2 separate regions of the Mus musculus genome follow, and region 1 is linked to region 2. The links are chromatin contacts, called in public promoter capture Hi-C maps. All regions are on one chromosome and are shown on one strand. Each heading gives the region's core, a stretch centred on a gene start, on an enhancer-like site or on the middle of the called end of the contact. The rest is flanking DNA. Distances are from core to core; before and after follow the strand shown. Region 1 holds the start of Ppfia3 (protein tyrosine phosphatase, receptor type, f polypeptide (PTPRF), interacting protein (liprin), alpha 3). Region 2 holds the start of Irf3 (interferon regulatory factor 3).

Region 1 (6,437 bases), core at 3,847-6,346, 370 kb after region 2:
GGCAACTGAGGTCAGCAAAGCTGATCGTGACACGGGGAAACTGAGGTACAGCTAAGTGTGTGTGGGGGAACTAAGCGCTGGCCTCCAAGAGCGGGAAACTGTGGTCTGTCCTTTGCAATCATAGCACAGATAAACTGAAAATCATTACTCTTAGATAAACAGCGAGAGCCTCTTAGGTAAAAGCACTTTAGGTCACTGAGGCTTGGCTCCACTTGACACTGCAAACCAAAGCCTGGTCACTCAGGAACTGAAAAACAGCTGGTGGACCAGTCACTGGCTAAGTGGGTTAAAAGTAGCCTTTACCTATTGTGTCTCGGCTTGGAATCCTCAACCTACTCTATAGAAGAGGAAACTGAGCGCCAAGCCAGAACCACACCTTGAAAAAGACACAGGGCTTTGGATACTGAATTGGGTCACTGGACTGTTATTTGCCCGTCTCTATGCTCTAAAGACCAACACTCCACTTGAACTAATAAGAATAGAAAGCAGAGCGAGAGGGCTGGGGTTGTAACTCAGTGGCACAGCACGTGCTTGGTAGAAAATGAAGCTCTGGATTGAATCTTGTACTACTAAAAGAAAATATTCGTGTATTAAGCCAGGCTAGGTGGTGCGTGCCTGTAATCCCAGTACTTGGGAAGTGGAGATGAAAGAATCAGGAGTTCAAGGTTATCCTTGGTTATTTTAGGGAATTCCGGGTCAGCCTGGGTTACGTTAGAGCCTTTCTCAAAAAAACAAAACAAAATAAAAATGCATAACAGGGAGCAGGGCTGCGTCATTTCGCTCAGGTCACAGGAGGCTGAGCCCCCACACCTAGTAGTCCCCTACATCTAGGGGTCTGAGGCTCCAACAGTCTCTTTTTTGATCCCTCTTTACTTCCAGTGACTCTAGATCTCCTGCACACCATAAATCTAAGCTGTTGAACCCTTCTCCCCGCCGACTCAGGTTCTAGTCGCTCTAGGATGCTCCTCCTGCCCCGCCCTCTTGAGGCGTTAACCAAGAGTGTGGGAGGAGAGAGAGGCGGGATTTATAAGGCCGGAAGGCGGGACTTAGGTTCCCTGGGCCAGGGGCGGGGCAGAGATGTAGAGAGGCCCAGTGAGCCTCTCCCTGGATCACTTCAGGTCCAACAAGTCCATCTGGCCAGACCGAAAGCAGGAGAGACTTTCACTCCGTTCCTTCCCCTCAACACATGCAGCGACCTAACCGGTTTGAGATTGGATACTTCCCAACTCCACCCAAATGAGAACTGTGACCAAAGCCATTGGGTCCTTGGGTTTCTGTGAGACAAGAAGGGTTCTGGAATACAGGAAAGAATGCAGCAGGGTCCCTAAATTCCCTTTGACTTTAAATTGTCTGGATGGAACTCTACACTTCCCAGAAACTGGATCCATCAAAAGTTTATAAGCTTTAGGCTAGATTCCCCCGGCCCCCAACATGAAAGCTCAAAACCGCAATCGGGTCAAAATGTACAGCCTAGGATGAGTGAGATTACTGTAGACTCTCCGATTCACTGAGAAAGAGAATGGACAGCCAGTGTTACCAAGATGCTACAGAACACAGAAAAGATTAAGAGCCTCCACACTGAGCAAGTGACTGAAGGCAAGAGCGGCTCTTTCGGCTAACTAAAGGGTTCTATGCTACAACTGAGGACTGGAAGGTAAAATCAGCCCAAAGCCACATGGTAACATAAATAGGTGCCTGGAACCCACAGAAGTGAGCAAAATGACATAGAGGAGCACCCCTAATGCAATATATAATAGATCTGGTCAAAAGACAGAATCTAGGACTCAGAGTCTGCTTAGCATGGATGCCTGGCCATAGGAGTCCAGGTGAGGCAGGAGGATTTTGTGTTCAAGACTACCACAATGAAATCCTGCTCCAAATACACACACACACACACACACACACACGGCCAGGAAAGCCAGGAAGATGGCTCAGTGGACAAAACTTGCTACCAGGACTGAAGACCTGAGTTGGAGATTCTGGGACACACATGGTGTATGAAGAAGAGAACTCCTGCAAACTGTCCTTTGACTTCCACATGCACACATACAGAAAAACAAAATGTACCAAATAACAACAGAGAGAGAGAGAGAGAGAGAGAGAGAGAGAGAGAGAGAGAGAGAGAGAGAGATCCTCTGGTGGGGGTGGTCTGTTTAGGAAACAGGAACATTTTGAACCTGAAGACTCTAGAAAAGGCCAGCATCTAGAACAGGCTCAGAATGCCAGGGCAGCAGATGGAGCTGGAAGCCTCTGACCCAGCTGGGAACAAGACTGACACCAAAGCTAAGGCCACAGTAAGGAAAGGCAGAAGCTGCAGACAGGGATCTAGAACCCGAGGCTTCATAAGATAAGCAGAACACGGCTCTGGAAACTTCCAGGTTTAAGATTGTGTAAGCTATGGGGGGCTGGAGAGATGGCACAATGATTAATAGCACTGACTACTCTGCAAGAGGACCTGTGTTCAATTCCTAACACTTACCTGGCAGCTCACAATGGTCTAATTCCAGTTCCAGAGGACCTGGCACCCTTGCATAAACATATATGCAGACAAAACACTAATGCACATAAAATAAAAATAATTAATTAATTAAAAAAAAGACTGTGCACACTAGAGTTCCAAAGAATACTAGACTATTTAATTGAAAATGACACATTCTGCAAGTTAGAATATCCTGGGAAGAAGGGAATCTAGAACATCAGCAGACGTGGCCCGAACATAAAACACATCTACAATGGAAACTCAGCAGATACTAGTCTTTAAGGGTGGGCATAAAGTGAGCCCTTTTTGTAATTGGTCAAGTGCTAGTAATTGAAGCCTGGCCTTTGTGCATGTGAGGTAAGTGCTCTGCCCCAGCAACAACCCCAGCCCCTGTAGCTAGAAATATAGGGCATGTCTGAGGAGAGGCCTGAGAGCAGAGAATGGCTTAGGCATGTTGTCTAGATATTGGTAAAGACCAAAAAAGAAAAAGAAGGAAGGGGAAGAGGAGAAGAATAAATAGAAGAAAAAGAGGATGAAGAGGAGGAGGAAAAATGTAGACAACATAGTGAGTTCTAATCCAGCCTGGGACGCATGGCAAAATCCTGCCACTGGGGATGGGAAAGGAGCAAGTAAAAAAAAAGACATGCTTAGAAGTTAGTTCATGGCCTTGAAGTGGATCACATGCCTTGGTGAGGACGGAACAGGCACATCATCTGGAAATGTTCTGGAACTTAGGATCTTGAACATAACACAGGGAAAGGACACATTTTTAACTAGAAGTGCAGAAAGACAGCTGCCTGGTTCCAAATAACCTCGTGAACCTTGATCCCAAAACACACCTGGAGGAAAGGATGGCTGTTTGGTACTTGGAGTATGAGACATCAGATATTACCATATGGGTCTCTAGAGGCAATGAGATGCCAGAAATATCCAGCTTTGGGGGAGAGGAGACTCTGCAAGTCTAGCACCTGAGATGATAGAGCAGATGATAAGTGCTCGTTAAAGCCATGGGAGATGTGAAGTTGAGGCCACCAAGACATGAAGATGGGAGTGGAATGCAGAGCCAAGGTCCAGACTTTTGAATCTACCTAGGGGTGAAGAAACTTAGAGCCTGACTGTTTGGTGGGAGTGTAAGCCTGGGTGGGTGGTCTGATGGACAGGACACTCACCACTGTCAGAGATTCTGGGTCCCTGAGATGAGTGTTTGTTCAGGTGGAGGTTATAAGATGGGGGTGAGACACTTAGATCTCCAAGGGGGAGTGAGGACAGAAGCAGAGGAATTGCATTCCAGGTCTTTGAAAAGAAGTCATGGCGCCTGAGTCTATAAGGCAGCAAGCAGGTGCTGGTGTACCAAGAGGCTGGTCATATTTGTCTGCGGAGGGCAGGGGGGAGCTGTTAAAGTAGGTGCTAAGTGGGGAGGTGGGGGCAAAGGCTAGGAAACTGGATTCCCCGGGTGCTGAATAAGGTGACAGTGATTAGTCAGGGCCAGCAGATATATGGACACTAACAGCTTTTCAGAACCAGGTGGGAGCGGGAGGCTCCATGCCAAGGTTTCTAAGTGGCCTGGGCAGGGACATTCACAAGCTCTATGTAAGTGAAGCAGCTAGAGTCCCAGAAAGCTAGAGTGCCTAAAGATGGGCCTGAGAGCCCTGCGGCCCATCTGGGAGGGGGGCGCCGGGGAACCCCAGGTCAAAGGCGCGGTGAGGGGGAGGAATCCCCACACCACCTGCACCCCCCTCCTCCCTAGCGGCCGTGGAAGGAGATGGGGGAGGCGAGGCTACCGAGAGCTGACCATGGACAGCTCCGGCGCGGGCCTGTGTCCAGGGCGAGCCGGCCTGGACCGAGGAACGTCTCCGGTTGATTCAACCAGAAGGTGGGGGACGCAAATGGGGGAACGATTTGGACGCAATGGAGGAAGCCCCACAGCGGTGACCAGGGTCTGGAGCTCCCAGGACTGGGCCCAGAGGATGGATCTAGACTGAGGGATCCCCTGGGCTGAGCTGAGGGATCCAGGCTTCTGGGCCCTGGAGGAGGCACAAGGAGGTAGCCCGCCTGAGATACTAGGGTTCGGCGGGGCACTCTCAGCTCCGGGAAGGGACACGCCTGGGTCTCTTGGGTTGGCTTGTGAAATCTGGACTCTGGGTTCCCTTGGGATGAAGATGGGAATGTAGGATTTCGGGCAAGCTGGTCGGAAACGCTAGCCCAGGGGTCCCCAGGGTGGGCGCTGCCGGGCAAGCTGGGCCGGGCTCTTACCTACCTGGTCCGCGACGACTGCGGGAGGAGCTGGGCTGCAGGAGGGACGCGGGGTGGGGTAGGGGCACCGGGCGGGGCCCCTGGCGGCGGCCGGGGCCCGGATCTGGAGCTCTGGAACCCTGTCTACGCCGCTAGCGCGGGCTCAGCGTCTCTTGCTCCGGCTCCAGCGCTGGGGACCCCCCTCCCCCTCACGGTCTCACAGCCTTCTTACTCCCTAAAATAGCCCCCTGCCCTTGTCACCGTACAGCCTCCCCCCGCGAGGCCGCAGTCGCCAGATCCAGGGGTGCCCACCAGCGCCCCCCCAAATCCCACCTTCTCCCCCCCCAAAAAATTCTCCTCCCTCCCCCTCCCCCCCCACAGATCCCGGGCGGTCGTGGCCCCTTTAACAGAAGACTGACGGACGGTGCTGAATGGCCAATGAGAATTGGCCTCCGTGCCGGCCGGCGACCAGACCCCGCCTCCACATCGGGAGGGAGGGGCCGCGCGGGCGGAGAGCTGGGGGCGGGACTCATGGTGCAGCGACCAATAGGCATGCAGCGTGCGGCGGCCTGGGAGGGAGGCGGAGCCCGGCAGAGGATGATGTCACCTGAATCTAGTAGCGCGCAGCATGGAACGCGAGTCGCGACCCCGGGTCCCCACGGCGGCGCGCGTCTCACGGGACACGAGGGTTGGGCGGCGGGATAGGAATTCAACATTCAAGGTGGGATTTTTTTTTTTTAAGACAAGGGCGGCTCCCGGAAGGATGTGCTCGGTTGGAAGGTGAGGCAAGTGGACGACGGGTGGCGAGTGCGTGTTACTCTGCACCCCTGCGCCCGTCTAGGGTACTGCATGCGCCCCACCAACCCGACTCCTACGCAGACGGTGGCACGGCCCGCAAGGGTTCCCCCAGTGGATGGTTCGCTCCGCCCCGCCTACAGAGGCAATGATCAGGCGGCTTCTGCTGGTTTCAAGACTCCCGCGTCCGACTCACTGGAGACCTTGCCAGGCCTTGGCCTTCCGAACCTCTTAAGGGTTGGGGGCAGTGGTCTTTAGTGGTGCTCCCTGGCGCTCACATAGACGCAGCCTTGGGTCGGGCTAGTCTCTGGGACACCGGCCAGCCTCCGCCTTCAGAGCTGCGCGAGCGTTGTCTATCATGGTACACAGACTGGAATGAGCTTGTTCTTAACCTCAGCTTCACTGTCCTCCTCCCCCACAGAGACTATTCCAGGATGCGCGACAGACACACAAGACACTCGGTGAGGGTTAAAGATCTTTAAATAAGGAGCCAGTGACAATAAATAATACTGTACAGGGGAGGAGAAGGAGGGTCCTGGTCTGTGATTTCAGCCTCGAGACTCCAAGGACCTGTGAGGGTGTAGAGAGGGGAGTTTTAGACACAGGGTAGGTTCAGGGGTGGGGTGGGGGAGGGCGCGTAAGATGTTCAATGGTGGGGTTCTGGAGACAACAGTTCAGAAAATCAGGCACAGGGCTTCTGGAGTTGGGGAGCCAGAGGGTCCCAGGGCCTTAGCTACCATGGCAGGAGTCAAAGGTCAGAAAACCCCTGGTGGAGAGCCAGAGATAAATGTTGAAGGCCGCTGTGCTCACTGGCCTGATTTGGGTATCTAAGGTTGGGGAAGGCAGCAGGGAGAGGATGGTGACTGGAGGCTCACGTGTAGCTGTGGTGCTGCTGGCGCCGACGGGCAGATCGCATCTTCTCGAAGCGGGC
Region 2 (6,167 bases), core at 859-3,358:
GTAGGCTGAGGCAGGAGGGCTCCAGCAAATGTGATTATGTCTCAACGATCCTTTTACTGTAGCCCTTAAGCAGTGCACCCCAAAATCCATCAAAGGGCTAGCCAGCCCTTCCTTCCAGCCCTAGCCTAGGAACCAAGCAGGAGCTGTCAAAATGGTGGTACCACGACATCCCCTCAGCATACAGCCTTGGTGAAACACGACTGCAGGGGGCGTCCACAGTGGTAGCAGCATCTCCATCCTCCCTGAGCAGCACCGCAGAGATGGCACCTCAGCCAAAACGGCCTGCAACCAAGGAGGACTGACTTCTCATCCTAACCCATGGGCCGGCCCACTGCAGGGGAAAGGCAATGGCAAAAGCTGCCAGGCCCCAAGCTTCCCAAGCTGGACATCTCTGCCCTGAGAAGCCACCCTCTAAGAAGTCCCAGATAAGCCCCATCCTTTGTCCAATTCCCTGCTGTCTGATCCCAGGAGCAGAGGGCGGCCAGCCATGGTGTCCTCACTCCACTCTGGACTCTCCAACAAATCTCTTTCATGAGATTTTCTGCCTGGTGTGACTCTCTCATCGGAAGAAGCCAGGAAGCAAAGAAGTGGAGCGGTGCTGAGGCTCTACTCCCTTGGGAGCCACAATGCCTCTGCTGAGGAGACTTCCTCTCAAAGCTGTAAGGGTCCTGGCCCCCATGTCTCAGGATACCCCTCCATCGGGACACGTCCCACCTCAGCGCTGTGTGGCTCTTGGGCCCCCAGTCTCAGGCATCCCTTGCACTGGGACCCCTTCTCCCTTCAGAGCTGCATGCTTCCCGGGCTTTGGAGCCCCAGGGTACCTCCTATCCAAGCACAAACACTTACACTTACCCGCTAGAAAGAGGTGTGACAAAGACTTGAAATGGTTATGGCTTGTGCTGAAGCTGAACCGTGTTGACTTTATAATGGGTCCTGTCTGGATTTTTTGGAACCAAAACTCCTAGCCCTGAAAGTTTCACAAGTGACCTGAATAAATCTCTTACCAGGCTCGGAACCATAGCAGGGGCGGAGGGGAAGGAAGTGGGGCCTAGAGGACTCCGTGGGGGGAGCTCCTCTCCCCAGGGGACAAGGGAGGCATCTTCGGAGGCGGCTCAGGAAATCTGTTGTCTCCTCTTGGGCAGGACTCCTAGGGACAAGAACCTCGGAGTTATCCCGAAGGGGTCTGGGCAAGTGATCCCTTCATCCTTTCATGGAAGATCACTCTTGAAACTCAGCCCAGGCACATGGAGTTAGGTCTGATGGGAGTAGATAGGTTTGGACCACAAGACTCAGGAAGATCTTCCCATCAAAGGCTGACGCTGGGGGAGTGGAACTCACCTGGGTGGAGTTGGGACAGGGGACCCAGCGACTTCACCGCGCTTAAGGAAGGCCGTCAGAACCTTCAGTGTGTCCTCTCGGAGACCCAACTCTTCAGAGCCGGCCATGGGGGTACCTGAGGCAGAAGACAGAGGATGCACCCAAGTGCAGGGATAACTCAAACTTCTGAATCACTGAATGAAGAGGGCGCCTAACTCCAAGGAAAAGGTGGTTTTTAAGGGCCAGTGGGGCAGTTGATTCAGTTGAGGAGAAACGGTCTGAATTACTGAGTCTAAGAAAGGAGGTAAATGAGTGCTTGAACTCTTGCAGGAAGGAGCGGGAAGGGGGTTTGGAGTTCCCTCTCAGCTAGCAGCGCCAAAGAAGGCTCGAAGACCGTAGAGAATAGGGAACTACTAATCCTAGTATGCTTTGCGGCAAACGCTGGTCCGATTTCCCCACTTTTCACCGAGCAGTCTGCTGGGAGATGTAGTTCCAATTTTACCTCTGGCGTGCACCGGGAGACCCCGGGTGCTTGGAAGTCACAGCTTGGCAGGACTGGCTGTGGCCTTTCCTGCAACCCTGTCCCCTCCCTGGCACCCAGCTCACCTGGCTCGCGGTTGTGTCCCCGTCGCACTGGCGTACACGCTTTCTCACAATTTCTACAAACTTTTACTTCGGAAGTTCAACTTTCCCACGCCTGCGCACTGGGCCGACACGGCAACCGCCCCAACGTCGAAGGGGTGGAGCCTTCTTTTGCGGTCATTTGCATATGGCGTTCCCAGCATGCCTGTAGGCGGAAGGCCAAAAAAGGGCATTTGAGGGAGTTAGGCCTGCTAAGCCGAAGTGCGCTCCGGGATTTCTTGACTTTATTTCGTCAATGTTGAGAAAAACTTTTTATATCTCAAAATATCGTTAGAAAAGGAAGTCCCAGCGCTCGGAGGCTTAGCTGACAAAGAAGGGGGTTGCGTGGCTGCGAGTCTCAGAACTACTGTTTGGGAGCCCCAAAACCACTGCTGGCACCCGCGCCGCACGGGCGCCCAATTCCTCCCCTGGTAGGTAACGCGGAAGAGCCGGGAGGGTGGCGGCCTCAGGGCGCAGGATCGGGCAAACCTGTCGCTCAGAAGCTCGGCTACCGAAAAGCAGAATGGCCACGCGTTGTAGACGGAAGCCTGCAGTCTCAGCATCCAGGCTGGAGGCAGTAAAGATTGCTGTAAGTTCAAGGCCAGTGAGCTCCAGGCCAGGCTGGACGACAGAATGAGCGCCAGACCAACATGGGTTAAGCGATTTGAAGACCAGCCTGAGCTACTGAATAAGTTTGAGGGTAGCCTGGGTTACAGAGTGCATTCGAGGCCAGCCAGGGCCACAGAGTGAGTTGAAGACCAGCCTTGGCTACATAGCAAGTTCAAGGACAGCCTATGCTACATACTAAGACCCTGTCTCAAACATCCGTAAAAACAATATAGGAACAAAAAACAAAAAAACAGAAGAAGCGACAGCACCTGGGAAAAGACTCTGGAAATGAGTAAGGGTTTTCTGCAAGGGTGAGGCGGTTGTGAGAGCAGTTAGGATCCTTTAAAGACGAGGGAAAGAGGACTCCACTCTTGAAATAGGGTGCCAGCTTTGGATAATAGGAGTTTACATTTAGAAAAGGGAAGGAACCTATGGGTAGAGTTCATATAGAAGACTCTGGGGGGTAGGAGAGGCGGTCCCGTTGGATTTGGAAAGGTGGGAAGGAGTTTCCCGTTTGTACACAATGGTGAAGGAAGACCTGTGTTGTGGCGGGTCGGAGAGGTTTGAGTGCATTTGCCCCGTGACAGACAGGCTCAGGAACTGTCCTGTGGTGCGCAGGCTAGAGCATGGAAACCCCGAAACCGCGGATTTTGCCCTGGCTGGTGTCACAGCTGGACCTGGGGCAGCTGGAAGGCGTGGCCTGGCTGGACGAGAGCCGAACGAGGTTCAGGATCCCGTGGAAGCATGGCCTACGGCAGGACGCACAGATGGCTGACTTTGGCATCTTCCAGGTGCTGGGGGAAAGATTTCAGACGCATTTCTGGGTGTGGCTGGACCAGGGCAGGGGGTGGGATAGGACTGGAGGGACAGACGGGAATTGATTGGCAGATTCTAGGAACAGAATCCTGAAAGCCAGGTTGCGTTTCTTTTTTTTTTTTTTTTTTTTTTTTTTTTTAAAGATTTATTTATTATTTTATGTAAGTACACTGTAGCTGTCTTCAGACACACCAGAAGAGGGAGTCAGATCTTGTTACGGATGGTTGTGAGCCACCATGTGGTTGCTGGGATTTGAACTCTGGACCTTTGGAAGAGCAGTCGGGTGCTCTTACCCACTGAGCCATCTCACCAGCCCTAGGTTGCGTTTCTTAAGAAACGTTCTGGAGCAATGGTTCTCAGTCCCTGGGACGCGACCCCTTTGGGGGTTGAATGACCGTTTCATTGAAAAATAAGTATTTTGACTTCTAACAAAACTACAGTTATGTAATAGCAATACAAATAATTTTGGGGCTGGGGGATCACTGCAACACGAGGAACCGCATTAGGATAGTTGAGAACAGCTGTTTTAGAGGGCGGGAAATCTTTAGGAGTGGGCTCTTGATTTTAGAACCCTTAAGCCTTAAGAGTTGAGACTGCCCTCAAGAGGTGTTATTTGCTTCCTGAGCAGCATGGTAGTAAGAATGTGAGGTGGCCTGGGGTGAGGTACCAAGTAGATAACTAGAATGATGGCTTAAAAAAAAAAAAGCCTTGAAGGTGGACATGGTGACATGAGTTTGTCAGCACCGTGGGCAGGGCAGGGCAGGGTGGAGGGTGAGGTCTCAGCTTGGAGCCCACCTTTGGTTATAATGTGTGAAACCCTGCCTCAAAATCAAAACGATTTTTCTTTAGTGTGGAAATAGTGGGAAAGTATGAGAACGGAGGTCCTGGGGGCTCTGTCATGAACCAGAAGTGGATGGTGTGTGGTGGGAGGTGTCAGGGCCTCGGGCCAGAGTCTAAGTCGTCTTGTTGTGGAATCCCTGATATTTCAGGCCTGGGCAGAAGCCAGTGGTGCCTACACCCCGGGGAAGGATAAGCCGGACGTGTCAACCTGGAAGAGGAATTTCCGGTCAGCCCTGAACCGGAAAGAAGTGTTGCGGTTAGCTGCTGACAATAGCAAGGACCCTTATGACCCTCATAAAGTGTATGAGTTTGTGACTCCAGGTGCGTGTGACAAGGCTGGCCTGGGGGTCACAGAAAGCTTGGGATCAGGAGGGTCTCTGCCACCTACACGCTCACTTCCACTCTGGACAGGGGCGCGGGACTTCGTACATCTGGGTGCCTCTCCTGACACCAATGGCAAAAGCAGCCTGCCTCACTCCCAGGTGAGAGGCAGTCGTCCCGTGCCTCAGCCTTCCCCCCCGCCCCCCACCCCCCAGCCCTTCTCCCGGGACCTCCATTCCTCCACCGGTTGGCTGCCCTCCTGACTCAGCTGAAGCTGTTGACCAGCTAACACCCTCCTCCTCCCCCAGGAAAACCTACCGAAGTTATTTGATGGCCTGATCTTGGGGCCCCTCAAAGATGAGGGGTCCTCAGATCTGGCTATTGTTTCTGATCCTTCTCAACAACTGCCAAGCCCCAATGTGAACAACTTCCTAAACCCTGCACCCCAAGAAAATCCACTGAAGCAGCTGCTAGCTGAGGAACGTGAGTGCCAGCTGTGGCGTGGGAAGGGCTGCGGCAGGGACAGCGCTCCTTACCCTGCTCCTCTCCATTTCTCCCCTCTCACTCCACCGGTGGCTCAGAATGGGAGTTCGAGGTGACCGCCTTCTACCGAGGCCGCCAGGTCTTCCAGCAGACACTCTTTTGCCCGGGGGGCCTGCGGCTGGTGGGCAGCACAGCTGACATGACACTGCCCTGGCAGCCAGTCACCCTGCCCGATCCTGAGGGGTTTCTGACGGACAAGCTTGTGAAGGAGTACGTGGGGCAGGTGCTCAAAGGGCTGGGCAATGGGCTGGCACTGTGGCAGGCTGGGCAGTGCCTCTGGGCCCAGCGCCTAGGCCACTCCCACGCCTTCTGGGCTCTGGGGGAGGAGCTGCTTCCAGACAGTGGGCGAGGGCCTGATGGAGAGGTCCACAAGGACAAGGACGGAGCCGTGTTCGACCTCAGGCCCTTCGTGGCAGGTGAGTGAGCACCCTATGGAACTGACAGGCCATGGTGGCTGATTGAATTCAGAGTCTGCTACTAAGTTTTGTGGCAAAAAGCTAGGCCTGTGCCTCCAAGTCCAGGGGCTGGCTGCTTAGACTGTTGAAGCTAATGTAGTACAGGCCATATAAGACACTCTGGTGTGTCCACATCTCATGGTGTATACAGAAACACTGCTGAGGCTGGGAGCTTGCCTCAGTGGATAGTGCCCCAAGATTACGTCCCCTATGGTTGGGATGCCATGTGTCAGCAAGGTAGCCAGTTTGAAGTTGCATTTATATTTGAAACTTTAGTTTTCTGAGGCAGGGTCTTGCTCTTACTGCTTCTGCTAGCCTTGAACTCTCATGCCTCCTGCCACACCCTCAAGGGCTGGCATCGAGTGTCAGTCAGAGAGCGGCATTGGGCCCCAAGCAGCTGAGGAAACATCCCAACAGCCTCCTGAGCTGCGAGCCCACCGTCCTCCTCACTGCCGCTGCTGCAGGAAGGAAGGAGTGGGGAGCACTTGTTTGTGTCTGTAGGGACTTTTCCAGATAGGCAGTGTATAGCAGTGTCAGGGAAGATACAAGTTGAGCTGGTAGACAGGGTAGAAGCCATCCTTTCTTTTCTGACCTAACTCTTGGGTTCCCAGATCTGATTGCCTTCATGGAAGGAAGTGGACACTC

What was found. Promoter capture Hi-C pulls out the DNA fragments that hold promoters and counts their contacts.
Region 1: a contact with region 2 is called in a promoter capture Hi-C map of hippocampal neurons, with 3 times the contacts expected there. The contact joins the promoter of Ppfia3 here to the promoter of Irf3 in region 2. A contact is called at or near these places in 8 of 39 promoter capture datasets (the C10 cell line, erythroid cells, hippocampal neurons and 5 more), 2 of 484 Hi-C or Micro-C datasets (B cells and embryonic stem cells), 4 of 115 datasets of contacts at active chromatin or transcription factors (bone marrow-derived macrophages, microglia, pancreatic cancer cells and 1 more) and 3 of 9 other capture datasets (adipose tissue, liver and pancreatic islet).

The regions. Positions count from the first base shown.
Region 1 is chr7:45,361,923-45,368,359 of GRCm38.p6, forward strand. It overlaps Ppfia3 (protein tyrosine phosphatase, receptor type, f polypeptide (PTPRF), interacting protein (liprin), alpha 3), which reads right to left and starts at 5,097. Exons shown (of 30, transcript NM_029741.2): 1 at 4,737-5,097. Lin7b (lin-7 homolog B (C. elegans)) reads right to left here. Exons shown (of 6, transcript NM_011698.1): 5 at 6,382-6,437; 6 at 5,969-6,076. The coding sequence ends at 6,055. It overlaps Mtag2 (metastasis associated gene 2), which reads left to right and starts at 4,239. Exons shown (of 2, transcript NR_015480.2): 1 at 4,239-4,352; 2 at 5,454-6,026.
Region 2 is chr7:44,995,540-45,001,706 of GRCm38.p6, forward strand. Irf3 (interferon regulatory factor 3) reads left to right here and starts at 2,109. Exons shown (of 8, transcript NM_016849.4): 1 at 2,109-2,369; 2 at 3,166-3,338; 3 at 4,353-4,524; 4 at 4,615-4,685; 5 at 4,833-5,007; 6 at 5,106-5,483; 7 at 6,134-6,167. The coding sequence starts at 3,174. It overlaps Bcl2l12 (BCL2-like 12 (proline rich)), which reads right to left and starts at 2,040. Exons shown (of 7, transcript NM_029410.3): 1 at 1,924-2,040; 2 at 1,339-1,453; 3 at 1,005-1,147. The coding sequence starts at 1,445.